Regions from separate parts of the Tachysurus vachellii genome. Here region 2 is linked to region 1. The links are chromatin contacts, called in public Hi-C maps. All regions are on one chromosome and are shown on one strand. The core of a region is the stretch at or near the end of the contact, and the rest is flanking DNA. Distances in the headings are between cores, read along the strand shown. Region 1 holds the start of tacc1 (transforming, acidic coiled-coil containing protein 1). Region 2 holds the start of dmtn (dematin actin binding protein).

Region 1 (7,546 bases), core at 3,376-5,875:
TCGCCATTCAGAGTCATCTGTGTTACTGGTGAGTGAACACACACACACACACACACACACCATCTATCAAATTCAATGTAAGCACAGAAAATCCACTGTATGTGGTCATTGTCCACCACAATATGACAATTATACAGATACTTAAACAATTTAGCAGCTGTGTGAGGGTTCAGACATACATTTAAACTCATGTTTTCTGTGATCATGTAACTATGAAGGTTAAACACTTTTTAACTTTTTTCTGTTGCAGGGAGTCGGAGGACACGGCTCTGCTGGTTCTCAAGGAGATTTACGGGGACAGTGGTTGCAGATCTCCTCAGCAGTAATGATCCCGACTTACAGAGTTCTCTGTGATGATAATATTACATGTCATAATAGCTTTTATACATTGCCAAAATAAATCAGCGCTCCTTCTCCATGTTCAGGTTTACATACAGTATGTAACCTTTTGAAGGTGCAGTTTGTAATTACACAGGCCTATAATAGCGCTGCCATGTACTAGTTTCTTTATTAGCAAGAAAGAGAGGTGAGGTACAGGCTTATTACAGGCTTCTGTTTACATTTTCATGGGCCAGAATTGGCTCTGACCCCAGCTGTTATAGAGCTGATCAACCCTGCCCATTTTTTATTTTTTTACATCAAACCCAAAAGGCCTTTGTAGTGTCACAGTGTTTTTGTGATTTACTCACAGTTAGCCTTGCAAGCAGGCAAGGGCACTAAAAATTACAAAGTGCTCCTTTAAACAAGCGATACACAACTTGCAGTCCTCAAGGACCAGGCGCTATAGGGTTTCTGAATACAATATATATGAGTCAGGTGACTACAAGCACAAATTATTTCATTTAGTAGTGGTGATTTAGAAACATAGAGTGCTGCATTTGCATGTAAAGGACATATTTGATTATTTTGAAGTTAACTCAGATTTGCGCCATGTTCACAGCAAGGCCAGTAATCTTCTGATTGCTAGAGAGTCGTATCTCCAAACTGCGGTTCAAGGCAGAAAGGAGTGTTAGTTAGGGATTAGTTAGATGTTAGAATAGTTAGATGTGTAAACCCCTGAAAATGGGAGGATGCGGATTTGAGATGCCTTTCTTATTTTTGACAGTAAGCAAATCATGCTTGCTAACAAATTCATGAAAACTCTATTGCTAGGCAACACAGATCGGGAGCATAAGCTAGCTCAAGATTAGCTTTCATTATTAGCACTGACCAGGTATTAAAATTCTAATGACTCCTGATAGTATTAAGACATGATTTTATGTAATATTATTGTAATAATTTGTAGATAACTGCCACAATGTTAGATAACTGTATACATGTTTATACTATTACTTGATTAAAAGTTTAAACTAACTGGCTAATACAGAAAGAAATATTTAAACAGTATTGACTTGACATGACCTGATGGCCTGCTAGCTTTAAATTGACAGGAGAGTATTTTTAGCTAGCTGGTTAAGAATAAATTCTTCTAAAATGTGTGCTAAAGATTTTCACACATTTTTTCTGACCCTGTTCTAAAAATATTTGTATTAAGAAAACGTTTAAAGACTAACTATTAGGATCATGTTATTTATTAGCTGTTGTTGCTAGCTGTTGTTGCTGTTGTTATGGCTATTTTTTAGCCTCGAGGCATCTCAGAATCTCACCTCATCTAAGAATGAGAACATGTTCGCTAGTTAAACAACAATTAATTCAGTGAGCTCAGCCTGTGGCTTCATTACATACACTATGCAATAGCACACTCGGGCATAAGATCTGAAGTCTAGTTTAAGTTTCACAAGACAGTTTATTACATATCAGTATTGCTGTCTCAGGTTTGTGCCTCTTACTAAAAGCATGTGGACTCGCATGCTAAATGCCAGTGTAGTACACCACTTTATGAATGTTTTATTTGGTTCTTCTGGGCCTGTTTGAACTTTTTTCTTGCATTTACAGACATTATATTACTTAATTGGGCACGGTGGCTTAGTGGTTAGCACGTTCGCCTCACACCTCCAGGGTCGGGGTTCGATTCCCGCCTCCACCTTGTGTGTGTGGAGTTTGCATGTTCTCCCCGTGCCTCGGGGGTTTCCTCCGGGTACTCCGGTTTCCTCCCCCGGTCCAAAGACATGCATGGTAGGTTGATTGGAATCTCTGGAAAATTGTCCCTAGTGTGTGATTGTGTGAGTGAATGAGAGTGTGTGTGTGCCCTGCGATGGGTTGGCACTCCGTCCAGGGTGTATCCTGCCTTGATGCCCGATGACGCCTGAGATAGGCACAGGCTCCCCGTGACCCGAAGTAGTTCGGATAAGCGGTAGAAGATGAATGAATGAATATTACTTAATTTAGGCTTTAACTGTTGTCTGAGGTAAAGCAGGTTGATTAAGAAGACTGTGGGCTCATGAAGGGTTAATAATCTGACAAGATATGTCAGATGTGTTAAAGCAACCATGGATTGGACGTTATGTCTGATATCATTCCCTCATTCATTGTATGAGGCATTATATGAGGCAGTGGAGAGGGACTTGATCACTAATCAGAGACTGATCATTTCCATTGCAAATATTTGTGTTACATTTGACAGTTCAGTTTTGTGGCTGATGTAACTGATGTTAAATCTATACTTCGCTATGTTGAACATACACTCACTATCCACTTTAATAGGAACACCTGTACACCAAACACCTGTAATAACTCAAATAATCTTTACAACTGTAGTGATCAGAAAAACATTTCAACATGCACAAAGCATCAAACCTTGGCTTGGATTGTCAAGGTTTGTCAATAGAAGATGAGTACATTGGGTTCCTATCATGTCAGCTAAGGACAGGAATCATAGGTGCAGGCTATGGATGGTTAAAGATTAGAAAGTGAACTTTGATTTGAAAATGCATCAAAGTTCATGATTTTACATGATTTTGTATGCATTGTGCGGCTGCCACGTTTGGCTGATAAGGTAACTGCATGTGTGTTCCCAATAAATTGGACCGTGAGTGTACTTCGATAGATTTTATTTCACATTATTGTACTCAAAACAGTCTCCATTTACTCTGACAGATGTTAAAAATGCTGCATCAGTGTAGCTTTAAAGCAGCCAAATCGAGTTGGCACAAGATTACTATGTCAGATAAGTGAAGGGGTGGGGCTTCCATCAGGTAAAATAATATCTGAGATTTTAAAACTGCTGATCCAATAATTAAATTACAAATGACCAACTATTATTTGGTCATTATGCAACAACATTTCATTATATTTATATATGTCTGCCTGCTTTGGGAAGAGTTACATCTGGATAATATTTATTTTTAATTGATTAAAGGTTTATGCTGTGGGTAATTATAAAGTTAATATATAAGTCCACTAGAAATTAGCTATAGTTCAAATAGTGAACCATATGTTGAACAGGAAACACATTTTACAGCCTAGGTCTTTTGTGCTGTAAAACATCTGATTCAGTTCATCCGTTCATTCACACATGTATTTAAAATGTGTGTGTGTGTGTGTGTGTGTGTGTGTGTGTGTGTGTGTGTGTGTGTGTTTGTGTTTGTGTTTGTGTTAGAAAACTGCAGAACTAAAACATGAGAAATTTCATTATTTGGTACAACACTGAAATATTCTAATTTATCACATATTTATCCAAAGTTTTAATACTGTCCCATTTCTTCAACTGATATGCAGTTTACATATTAATGTCTTGTTATAATAAATAATTTAATGTCTCAACTTATTAAAATAAATATTTTCCAAACCTACAGTGTCTCCAATAATATCTATGATGGTCTACTCATGTACAGAAGTGTTTTTGCTAGTTTTGTCATACTTAAGACTGGTGTTGTGAGCACAAATGTAGCAATGCCAGTGTATAATAAAGTATTACACTTCAAGAACTTGCTAGAAGAATGGTCTAGGCTTAATATATCTTATTTATATCCAGTGCACGTATTTCTACAAAATGATAACACCTAAGTATTTTATTTATTTGAAGTAAAATGTAATTACTGGCTAGGAAGGTAAACAACCGGGTCTTAACATGGACTCGGTCATGTGTGTTGTTGGTCACATCATGGACCCCTGTTAAACTCATCTTAACTTGACTTCAACTCAGTTGCCCAAGGTCTTGGTCTTAAACCCAACAATAGATTTCATATACATGTTTTCTATACACTGAAAAACTATGTTTCCCAATAACATTGTTAATATTCGTCTGTTTTTGTCTTGTATAGTCCAAGCAAAATGTATAGTGTTACTGATGTCTGTACTTTTAAGAGTCACCAACAGCTGGAACCAAATTCCTTGTGTGTGTGAACACACTTGGCCAATAAACCTGATTCTTATTATGAGGCTTTGCTAATTAACTAGCATGATAGCTCTCTGTGACGTAATTTAAGGGCTGGATTAAACCATGCTTTTCGTTGTTAAATGATCATTATCTATAATTAACTGGAAAATATTGAAAAAGTTATGTACATTAACGTTTTCCGTGCGTTTTATACGAAATTATTATTCTTAGCTAGCCACATACAGTTGCATGCGAAGAGTTGTACAGCAACAATGCCCGGATGAGGCGGTGAGCTCTGATTGGTTGAAAATGATCCGTAGCAGATTCATTCATACATTCCGTTACTCAACTAAACACAGCAGTGTTTAAAACCCTCCTTTTCCTCCTTTCCTTTTCCTTTTTGCTTACTGAAAGTTTCTCAGTGCGAAGCCGGACATTTAACTCCATTTAACAGCTGGAATAAATACTTTGGACAAATCCACAAACAAGTTCTATTGGGTCCAAGCACCGCAAATAAGAGGTAAGTAAACAAAACTCTTAAGGGTGTTGACGATGTACCGTTTTTGTGCGATTTCCGTTATCTTCCGTTACACTTATATAGCTTTATCTAATCCAATAGTTATGACTTCATGTTAAGTTGTATGTTAATGTCAGTGTGTTCACGTTATAAACAGCTGAAACGATACTAGATCAGGAAGTTTGCACCGCGATACCGATTGTAAATGTATCACGGTTTTCGATATCATAACAAGACTAACAATACTTATCATCTGTTCAATTCACTTTATCTCTAAATGTTATGTACACGATTCTTACTAGGACCTTAAGCTCACATGTATTATTGAATTACTGAAACTCTTAACCTGTGTATTTTACATCATGGCTCGTGTAAATTTATGTCATCACACCAAAACAAACAACTGATAATGTAAAATTAACCTGCTAATGAAAATGAGATCGAATGAACGGGAACAACATTTTTTTGTCCGTTAACATGTTTTGTTTTTGTTTTGCTATTTTATTTCCCACTGTATTTGTAACTGTTTAACATTTATTCTCATTGGTGGATTTTAAAATATTTTTGTAGCAATACTTACATGCCAAGATGTTGAAAATGTATGTTGTAGCTCATCGACTCCAAGTTTAGATGTTTTTTGCATGCCAAGATGCTTTTCTTCTCACCACGTTTGTAAAGAGTGATAATTTCAGTTACTATCTCTTTCCTGGCAGCTCGATTCATTTGGATATTTTCTTATGATATCTTTTTTTATCAACATGTTGTTTCCACCAGCAAAGTTTTTGGTTTTGCACAATTCCGAGTGAAAGACTGTTGTGTGTGAAAATGCGACGCTTGTATTGGCATGTGGGTTAGTTTTCCCCTTCTCTGCTTTATGCCTGCTATGTTTCCTGGTCTGTTTGCTGTGTCTGACATGGCTTTTGTTCTACATGTCTGAAAGTTCAAATACAGCCACTGTAACTTATCTTAGAGTCCTTAAATGCTTTTAGCTTTTGAGGAAAAACAAGCTACTGAGACTGAGACAGATCCACGTGGGAACGGTTTAGTTTGTATAAACCCAGACACAGTTTACATCATGTTCTTTTTTAGTAGAGAGGAAATTCCCAGTACAGAGCAAAGTGTGCCAACATACACCAATATTCAACACGGAATATTGTTTCATGGGAAGACTTGACATCGAGCTGCTGTATTTTGGGCAGATGTGTGGGAGTATTTCTTCTTTGAAAGGGAAGTTGAAGGAAAGTTTCATTTTCTGCTGCGTGACGAGAGTTCAGTGAATGTGAACGTTAAAAAATTTTAAAAAGAAAAAGAATATTGTGGACAAAAGTGTTGCTGTGACTGAGTCATGAATAGATTAAAGATAAATTAAGTAATAAATTGTAATAAATAATAAAGTAATAAATAATTGATAATAATAATTTAAACCTTGTCATGTCATGTTACGTGTCCTGCTCCTATTTTTAACTTTATTTGATTAACGCAGTCTGTGTAGTAACATTGGCTGATTTTAATAAATAGGATGGATTTTGACTTTGGATTAGACTTTTTTTTACTTTACTTACTTTAACTTAGTCTACTTTAAAATTAACTTAACAGGAGAAAGATGTAAATGTGTTTAAATGATAACCGATCGCATGTAATTTAAGTTTATCAAACCCACAGTCCTCGCTCATTTTGGGGATTTTGTTGCTTAGTAAGAAGAAGCTGAACATGATGCTCAATTTTCATGGTCTTTTAAGTGTAGTAAGGTGTAATATAAATAAAATAAAACTTTAGCGTGAAGGATTTGTGTAGATCTTCCCCCTAAATGGAGAGTCACTCTTCTCATATTTGTGCTGAGGTAAATATAAATCACACTAATCTCTTAAATCCTCAGCTGAGGAAGCGAGAAACATTCCTGTGATAATTATCCCACATGCTGATCAGAATTAGAGCAAGTCTGAGAGAGGCAAACACCACCACGAGTCGTCTCTTTACTGCTCAGAGCTGTAAACATGCTGCCGAGACCATTTCACCTCAGTGGCTCACTCTTGTACTATTTGTGTAGTGGGACTCAGTTAGCAATCAATGCTAAGTGATATTTTCACATCATATGGAGTATTTTCTTAGTGGTTTATCAAAATATCTGAGGAAGATATGAAACATTCATATTCCTTACCATTTTGTCTCATTTTCACTGTTACTGTACCTTTACATTGTGAGAATAAAAGAATACATATCTATATTTTAGCTATCTAATTCATTAGCCTCAGTCAGCTAGCATGTTCTCATTGTCCATATTTTGCTTTGCTTTTTTTTGACACTCACATAATTTTATTTGTTTTTGTGTGTGTTTGTGTGTGTATATATATATATATATATATATATATATATTTCTAAATTCCTGTGAGCCATTTTCTGAACTTTGACCCCTCTCTCAAAGGTCCCCACTGTACACCCACTTCTGAAATGCTCTCCTTTCGCTAGTTCTCTCCCTAAAAGGCCTCAAACACAGAAGCTATTGAGAACTCTTCCACGTTCTACCAAATTCTTCTGAGATCTGCGTGTACAATCTTACATGCACATTGCATCATTTCAATTTTGTTTTTGTCTTTGTTGCTTGGTACTAGGAGAACATTGTGTTCAGCAAGTTTGAACCGGCTCCCTAATCCCTATTCAGTGTCCTTTTACTATGTAGTGCACTATAAGGAACAGAGTGCATGAGGGATTTGGTTGTTCTTTATTCAGCCTCACCATCAATAGCCTGCTGTGGTTGTGTCCTAAACCACACA
Region 2 (7,546 bases), core at 3,025-5,524, 210 kb after region 1:
GAACTTCCCCTAGAGGTCCGGACAGCTGAGTCACTGGCTATTTTCAAGCGGCGGTTGAAGACCTACTTATTCAGGAAACACTTCAACTAGCACTTCTTTCATTATCTTTTGCATTTAAAAAAAAAAAAAAAAAAAAAAACACACCTTTGACACTTTCATTGTAACTTTGAACAAATGTTTTAAACTCATGGTATCTTAAGTATGTAACTTAGTGATCCAGCATTAATGTATTCAATGTTAGAGATTTAAGCACTTATGTACGTCGCTCTGGATAAGGGCGTCTGCCAAATGCTGTAAATGTAAATGTAAATGTACAAGCAGCAGGGATGAAAACACTTAAAATAGTACAGCCTACTAATGCAGGTAACATCAGTGCTAATTGCAAAGAGAGTCCTGTTCTTCAAAGTGCATTCAAGCTTGTTTTAATCTGTTAAATAAAAAAAGGCTTAAGGATTTCTTAAAGATTTTATAGCATTTTACATTAGCTCTCGGCTTACTGAGTGGCATGACAATATTCCTCTCAGAAATCTAATCTTTTTGGATTTGAGTTCAGCTAATTGTGCTAATTAGCTGCATTTCAATTTCGTCTAAAGATGTAGAAACTGCTGCTTTAAATATTTTATGGCATGAGCACGTTCATCTAACCCGAGAGTACAGTGTGAGAGCCTGTGGGCTTTCTGAATTCACTTCTCTTCAAATGGGAAAGAGGAGAAAGCTGCTTTATCAGCAAAAACTGCATAGGTTTTTTTCATGCTAGTTGGTGGATGTCTTGCTAGTGGCTAAAAGCATGGCTCTTTTTACAGTACCATGTAAAGCAAAGGAAAAGGAAAAGCACAGTTAACATTTCTGAAGAATGAAAGTGACTTCTGTGAGCTTATCACCCACAAGAAGTAACATTTTCATTAATAAAGGCTTCACAATCTAGACTAGATTTTATTCATTCACTCACTCATTTTCTACCGCTTATCCGAACTATTCTCGGGTCACGGGGGAGCCTGTGCCTATCTCAGGCGTCATCGGGCATCAAGGCAGGATACACCCTGGACGGAGTGACTAGATTTTAGATACTTATATTTCCTTATGCTGTATTGTGAATGATACATTCTCCACCCTGATTACATTCTTTGTGTGGAACGATATGATTAACATCCAAACCGATAAGGCGGAAATAAAAAGGAAATAAGAACAATTTTAGTCAAAAATAACTGATCTGAAATTAATAGAACGTGCCTTAGGTTGCACATATACAGTATTGATTTTTTTTTCTTTGCATATCCTGGCTTGTTAGGAAGATCTTGCTAATGGGTTTGAACATCTGACCTTTTGATCATTAACCCAACAACTTTAATCACTGAGCCATCACTGCCCTAGGCAACCTTCGAACTCTACTTACTGAGCTAATTCTATATATAAATAATGTAAAAAGGAATTCATTTCACAAAATAGAGATTTAAATTTTAAACAATTATGCTTGAAATTAAAAAAATATAAAAAATAATATATATATATATATATATATATATATATATATATATATATATATATATATATATATATATATATATATGTATATATACAGTAAGGGACATCAGTGAGACTACCAGTCAATGTGTGTGGAATTTTTGACAACCTTTTAGTGTGATAAAAAAAAAATCCAACGTATTTTTTTTTTAGAAATGAGATAATAAACATTATCACCATAATTGGATATATTTGGATATACTTAAACATTATCACCATAATTGGATAATGGTGGGTGCTGGTTCCCAACATTTTAACTACACTGCTGACCCTCTGGCTTTTCTTCATTGACAGCGGTTGAAAAGCATGGCACTACTCAACCTTGTTCTACCACAAACCTACATTTCATGTGATCACTGGAGATTTCTAATCCATTTCAAGAGAGCGAATCCCTACGAGGACAAAGCCGCCTGTGGGTAAGAGATTAGAGAGTAAAAATGACCCTGCTCTCTGATATAAGGAGTGTCATACAGTACTCTCTCTCTCCTATTAATCTCAGAGACACTATCCTATGTGAGCTCAGGTATGTAGAAAAGGGTAGATAGAGTTTTCCTCTCAGCAAGCTGAGCCATGTGTGATAACATGAGGTTGATTAGCATTGTGTGTTTTGGAGGAACAATGAGAGCTGCCTGGTCGGTGGGAAGTGCCAGGTGACTCAATTAATAGGGGATTAAAACAACATGAGCTAAAAAAACAGGCTATAATGCTGTATAATTAGGGCAAAAGCCTGTACCGAACTTGATATCAGTCACTGACAGTTATCTGCCAGTCCGGATCTTTCACAGACCCTTTCAACTGACTTCCACCAATCATTCCAAATTAATTCCCTTTATCATGACATATCATCATAACAATACATCATCACATCCGTATTCATTTGGCTTATTTCTAATTTAACTCTACAGCATCTGATCCTTACTGCTCTGATTTTAGTCCCAGCTGGTTACTTAGCCTAAATGTTTCTGCTTGGAGTCACTGAGGTGTGAAGGGTGTCCAGTAGAAAGCCCCCTCTTCATCCAGTAAAACGCCCCCTCGTCATTTTATCCAACGTAAAGCAGCCCTACTGACATGATTTATCACCAGAGAGGCAAACTGTGGCCGAGGGACCCAGCTGCATCAGATGCTCTTTAATCCCAGTTCAATTTGAGAAATATCTTTCTTTAAACGCCTCCTGTTTGACCTACTGCACATACGATATTTTAATTCTTCGTCTTGATCAGATGATCAGGTTCAAGTCTGGGTGCATGATGCATGGTGAAGAAGCGAGCATTTTATTCCTTATTGTTGAGGAGACATACAGTATAACTCGGTTTATTTCTGAAAATGGAATAATTCATAATTTGGTAAATGGAAATAAGGTTTCTCTCTCTCTCTCTCTCTCTCTCTCTCTCTCCACACACACACACAAACACACACACACACACACATCTGGCTTCCTGTTTTTGACATGTCCTGATCCAACCGTCCTTATCTCGTACAGTGCTCCTCTCCATCCTGTATCACACACACACAGGCTGCAGATGAACTACATTAACACGTTTCTTCTCTGTCCAGGTCTAAATCAGCTACTTTTTTTTCTAGAAAAAGAATTGTTTCCCAACACGTTATGCACATGGTAACATGTTTTTTACTAAATTCCTTAACAAACAGCACGTGTACAGTATGTTTAAAAATGATGTAGATGTTTAAAACTGATTGCTGTGTAAATAGAAAGTGTCGTCCCAGTCCCTTCATCTTTTATCTGTCTTGCTTAATAAACCCAACAGAATTGTAATTAAACAAATTGGAGAGAAGTTGTGTTTTAGTTCATACTAACATTCAGATTCAGCTCAGATTAGCATGCATGGGGAAGAAGAACCTTCTTTACACTGTTAATGATGCAGCTTTGTTGGGCGTGAAAGAAAAATAAAAGATAAAAGACTAACACTATGTTCACAGTCTTTCCAAAGGCCAATAAAAGTCACTGTGTCACTCAGACTAACTGCTAAACATCCCACACTGTGAGCCATCAACTCATTTTTAGGAAGAACCCAACGATATATTTATTTAACAAAACATTCAGCTTTTGTGTTTCATTCATTTTGTTTGGTTTTGTATATTAGTTATTGTTATAACGATTAATAAGTAATATTAACATTAATAATGATTCTGTACTACATTGTAGTTGACTAGTCATGTTAAATAGAAAAAAAATATTTACTTATTTATTTATTTATCTATCTATTATTCTTTCTTCCCTATATTTCCATTTACTGTATTTAAAACTTTTTTTAATTTTTACTTGTGATTATCATATTTGATATAAATGCTATAGATGTTTTAAATCGATGTTAAACAGGTTAATCTCTGCTCCAGAAATGATCAGTCTCGTTTTACTGAGCTATTTTTGACTTTACCACATGGTCAGTCATGGTACTAATCTGTTTCAGCCAGGCTCAGTTGCTGAAAACACAGCGCATGATTACAGAGGAAGAACATTGGTGAAGGAGAGACAAGAGCAAATTGTAAGGGAAATAAAGGCGCAACAAACCCATGCGGCTCGGCTTTCCATGTTGATGAGGAAATCCTACGCTGACATTCTCACACTTCCTCTCATCCTGCTCTTCTGCTCCTCCTCGGCCTCACGTTTTTTTTTTTTTTTTTCTCAAACTTCAATTTGTTTTTGTTTTTATTTCACCTTTCTCTCTCTTTCCAAATATACCTTTAGAAATTTCTTGCCTGCCTCTTTCCCACTGCTTCTCTCTCTCTCTCCCTCTCTTTCTCACTCTCTCTCTCTCTCTCTCTCTCTCTCTCTCTCTCTCTCTCTCTCTTCCTCTCTCTCTCTCTCTGACTCCACCCCTTTCCTCTCTCCACCCTAACTGTAATTCTTTATCTCAGAGCGGCATGAGAAGCCAACGCCCAATCAGGCCCTTTGGTGCCGTTTCCACAGCAACGAACCTCTCAGCTCCATCGTGGTTAAAATCCTCTGATGCTCTGTTCTGTTCTGTTACACACACACACACACACACACACACACACACACATTCACAGTACACTAAGAGTTGAGTTATGTTTGATCACTTAAAAGCACTCATTCATCCTCATCCTCCTCAGCGGCGAACACTACTTTACTCAACAGTGAAACATTTCCAGTGTTTAGCTGAGTAAAAAATCCTCATAGAAACCTGAGATCTAAGAGACACACGCTGTTCGCTTCATCAGTAATCACTCAGTAGAGTGTAGTGAACTGAACACACAGTGCTAACTGTTGTTAGTCTAAGGGTTGGGCATGAGATTGATATACACTAAAATACAGCATGATATGCTCTTCTGAGAAAATCACAGATAGTATCTACACTCTACACACTGGCCGATTCTGCTCTTACTCACAGTGGCTCTTGTTTATTCATCTGAACATGAGCAGAAATCTTTTGCAAGTCATGTAGTGCTTATGAAAATAGTTATTTTGAAAAACATATTTTTTAATATTCTATATAACGTCCTGAATTTGTGTAAATGTACTTACATATAGACTCATTAGTGTGAAATTAGACTGAATTCAATTAAACGTAATGGCGACCTATAAAATGTGAAAAAGTGTGTGAATAACTGTGCTAGCCGACATGCTTCAGTAGCTGAGCTGCATTATGGGAAGACTGATTTATTGAACGGTGTATTTATTGTAGGAGTTGCTTATTAATGATTATATGAATCTTTGTAATGTATCAGCAGCAGGTCAGTATTTATTAACATACACTGCAATGTATGGACAAAAGACTGGGCTCAACTGACCATCCCATTCCAGATCAAGGCCTCTGCTGTTATAATAAGCTCCACTCGTGTGGGAAGGCTTCAGACTATATGTTGAAATGTGGCTGTGGGATTTGTGTTCATTTAGCTACAAAATATTAGTGAGCTCACACACTGATGTTGGGTGAGGAAATTTGGAGTGTAATCAGTGTGCAAGTTCATCCCAACGGTGTTTAGTAGGGTTGAGTCCAGGTCACTCCAACCTTAACACACCATGTCTCCATGGTTTGTGCTTTATGCACAGGTGCCTTGTCATGCTGGAACATTGTTTGTGCCTCTTAGTTCCTGTGAAGAGAAATCTCAATGCCACAGCACACAGACACAGTGGAAAGAGTTTGAGGAAGAACCTCATATGAGTGGGATGGTCTGGTGTCTGCAAACCTATACTGTAGGTCCAGATATCATGCACATGAGCATGAAGAACATCGCTGTAAAACCTTTGGAAATCTGGTGGGAATATTTAGCTCAGTTTGGTCTATGAAAAGACCTGATAAATGATAAATGAGGCTTGTTACTTTTTATCAGTCATATTTCTGCCATGAATTCCTCCCTCAGGGTGCGTCACGGTTCCCAGCATGAACAGCTCTGCTTCCTTGTTTTGTCTCAACCCCGTCTTGTCATTGTTGTGATTATGTGCAGTTGTGTGATTTATTTTTTACAGCATCCTGCATCCTATTTCTCCTCAAACTACACATCTTACACTTGAACACTAAAATGCTAATAAGAAAAACACTGATTACTAGAACCCTGAAGTTGACGTATGTAAGCTTTATTAACTAATGCTGGATAGAAAAGTGTTTCCCTTCCAACATCACAGCTTGGAATTGGTTCCATTAAACTTTGAAATATCTGGTGACTACTACAGACTCTTATCAAATAAAATCTAATGTTTATTCAGTATCTATACTCCTTTATGTGTAATGCATTACAGATAAAAACAATGTGTTAGTGTTTGATCCTCCTTCATGCTATTGTTAGTCTACTTTGATGCCTTTCATGGCTTTTATATAAAACAATGGCTTTGCACAACACTTTGTCCCCCAAGAGAAATCCTGTGTCTCAAGACAAACATACACACACACACCCACCCACACACACACACACACACACACACACACTTACACTTCTCCACTCCCACTTTTCATTTCACTAAATAGTCCTCTGCGAATCCCTCCTGAGCTCTTCTGCAGCATCACAACACATACTGGAGTTCATTTAAAAGAGCTTGCACATCATTATAGATTATTTGAAGTGTAGTTATTACTGTTTGGTGATAAACTCTAATTATTTGTTATGAACAGTTTTTTAAAAAAAATTCTGTTGTTTAATCTATTGTTCATGTGCCTCACATCTCACATAAACAAATCTAAATACTAATCAGCCGTATTCTAGTTGCATCACACCCCTCTCCTTATTCAGAGATTATAAAACACACACACACACACACAGACACACACACACAAACACACACATACACACATGCACAAGCACATAAAGCATCAGTTCAAATCCTCAGGGACAAGATGCTTTATCTCCTATTTCCACTTCCTGAGCCTGGAAAGGTTTTGGATGCATTTCCGGCAGGACTGTTTATATTGATCAGCAGTGACAGAGATTGAAGTCTCACATCTGGATTTCTATAAACCTTTCCATGGTGGACTGTAGTGATGGGACAGTAGTGAAAATTACAAGACGACTAAAAGCTGCTCAGATTAACAGAGAGACTGACTAATGGATCTGTACAATCAGATTAGTCTCATTGATTACATCACTAATGCACTGCAACTCCTGTAAAGGCACAATGGAGAAGCTTCAGTGAATGATAAATGTGAGGATTAGTAGAGAATATGTGCAACCAAGCTATGTATGGCTCAGTGGTTAGGGATCTGGGCTCAGAAGGTTGGCAGTTCAAGTCCCAGGACCACTAAGCTGCCTCTGTGGGGTGTTAAAGGGTCAAGGGCTCTGCTCAAGCACCCCACAGTGGCAGCTCCAGTGGCTCTGCTCTGAGGCACCAAATATACGTGTGTGTACAACTTGTTTTATGTTATTACCTCATTAGCCAATTGTGCAGCAGCGCAATGCATAAAAAAGACAGATCAAGGAAACCCAAAATGTGGCCTGGGCAAAAAGATCTCTGCCATCTTTTAGTACAAACACTAACGTGATAACATCTACATTTGCTTGTATGTGTCATATTGATCATATTAATAAAGTGTTTACTTAGAGCCTAATGAAC

What was found. Hi-C and Micro-C count contacts between places; a contact is called where the count stands out from the background.
Region 2: a contact with region 1 is called in a Hi-C map of muscle, with 12 times the contacts expected there. The contact joins the promoter of dmtn here to the promoter of tacc1 in region 1. A contact is called at or near these places in 2 of 3 Hi-C or Micro-C datasets (both in muscle).

What each region holds. Positions count from the first base shown.
Region 1 is chr20:16,731,827-16,739,372 of HZAU_Pvac_v1, forward strand. tacc1 (transforming, acidic coiled-coil containing protein 1) reads left to right here and starts at 4,626. Exons shown (of 14, transcript XM_060896775.1): 1 at 4,626-4,778. ddhd2 (DDHD domain containing 2) reads left to right here. Exons shown (of 17, transcript XM_060896003.1): 16 at 1-28; 17 at 251-1,478. The coding sequence ends at 326.
Region 2 is chr20:16,941,944-16,949,489 of HZAU_Pvac_v1, forward strand. It overlaps dmtn (dematin actin binding protein), which reads right to left and starts at 4,275. Exons shown (of 16, transcript XM_060896102.1): 1 at 4,052-4,275.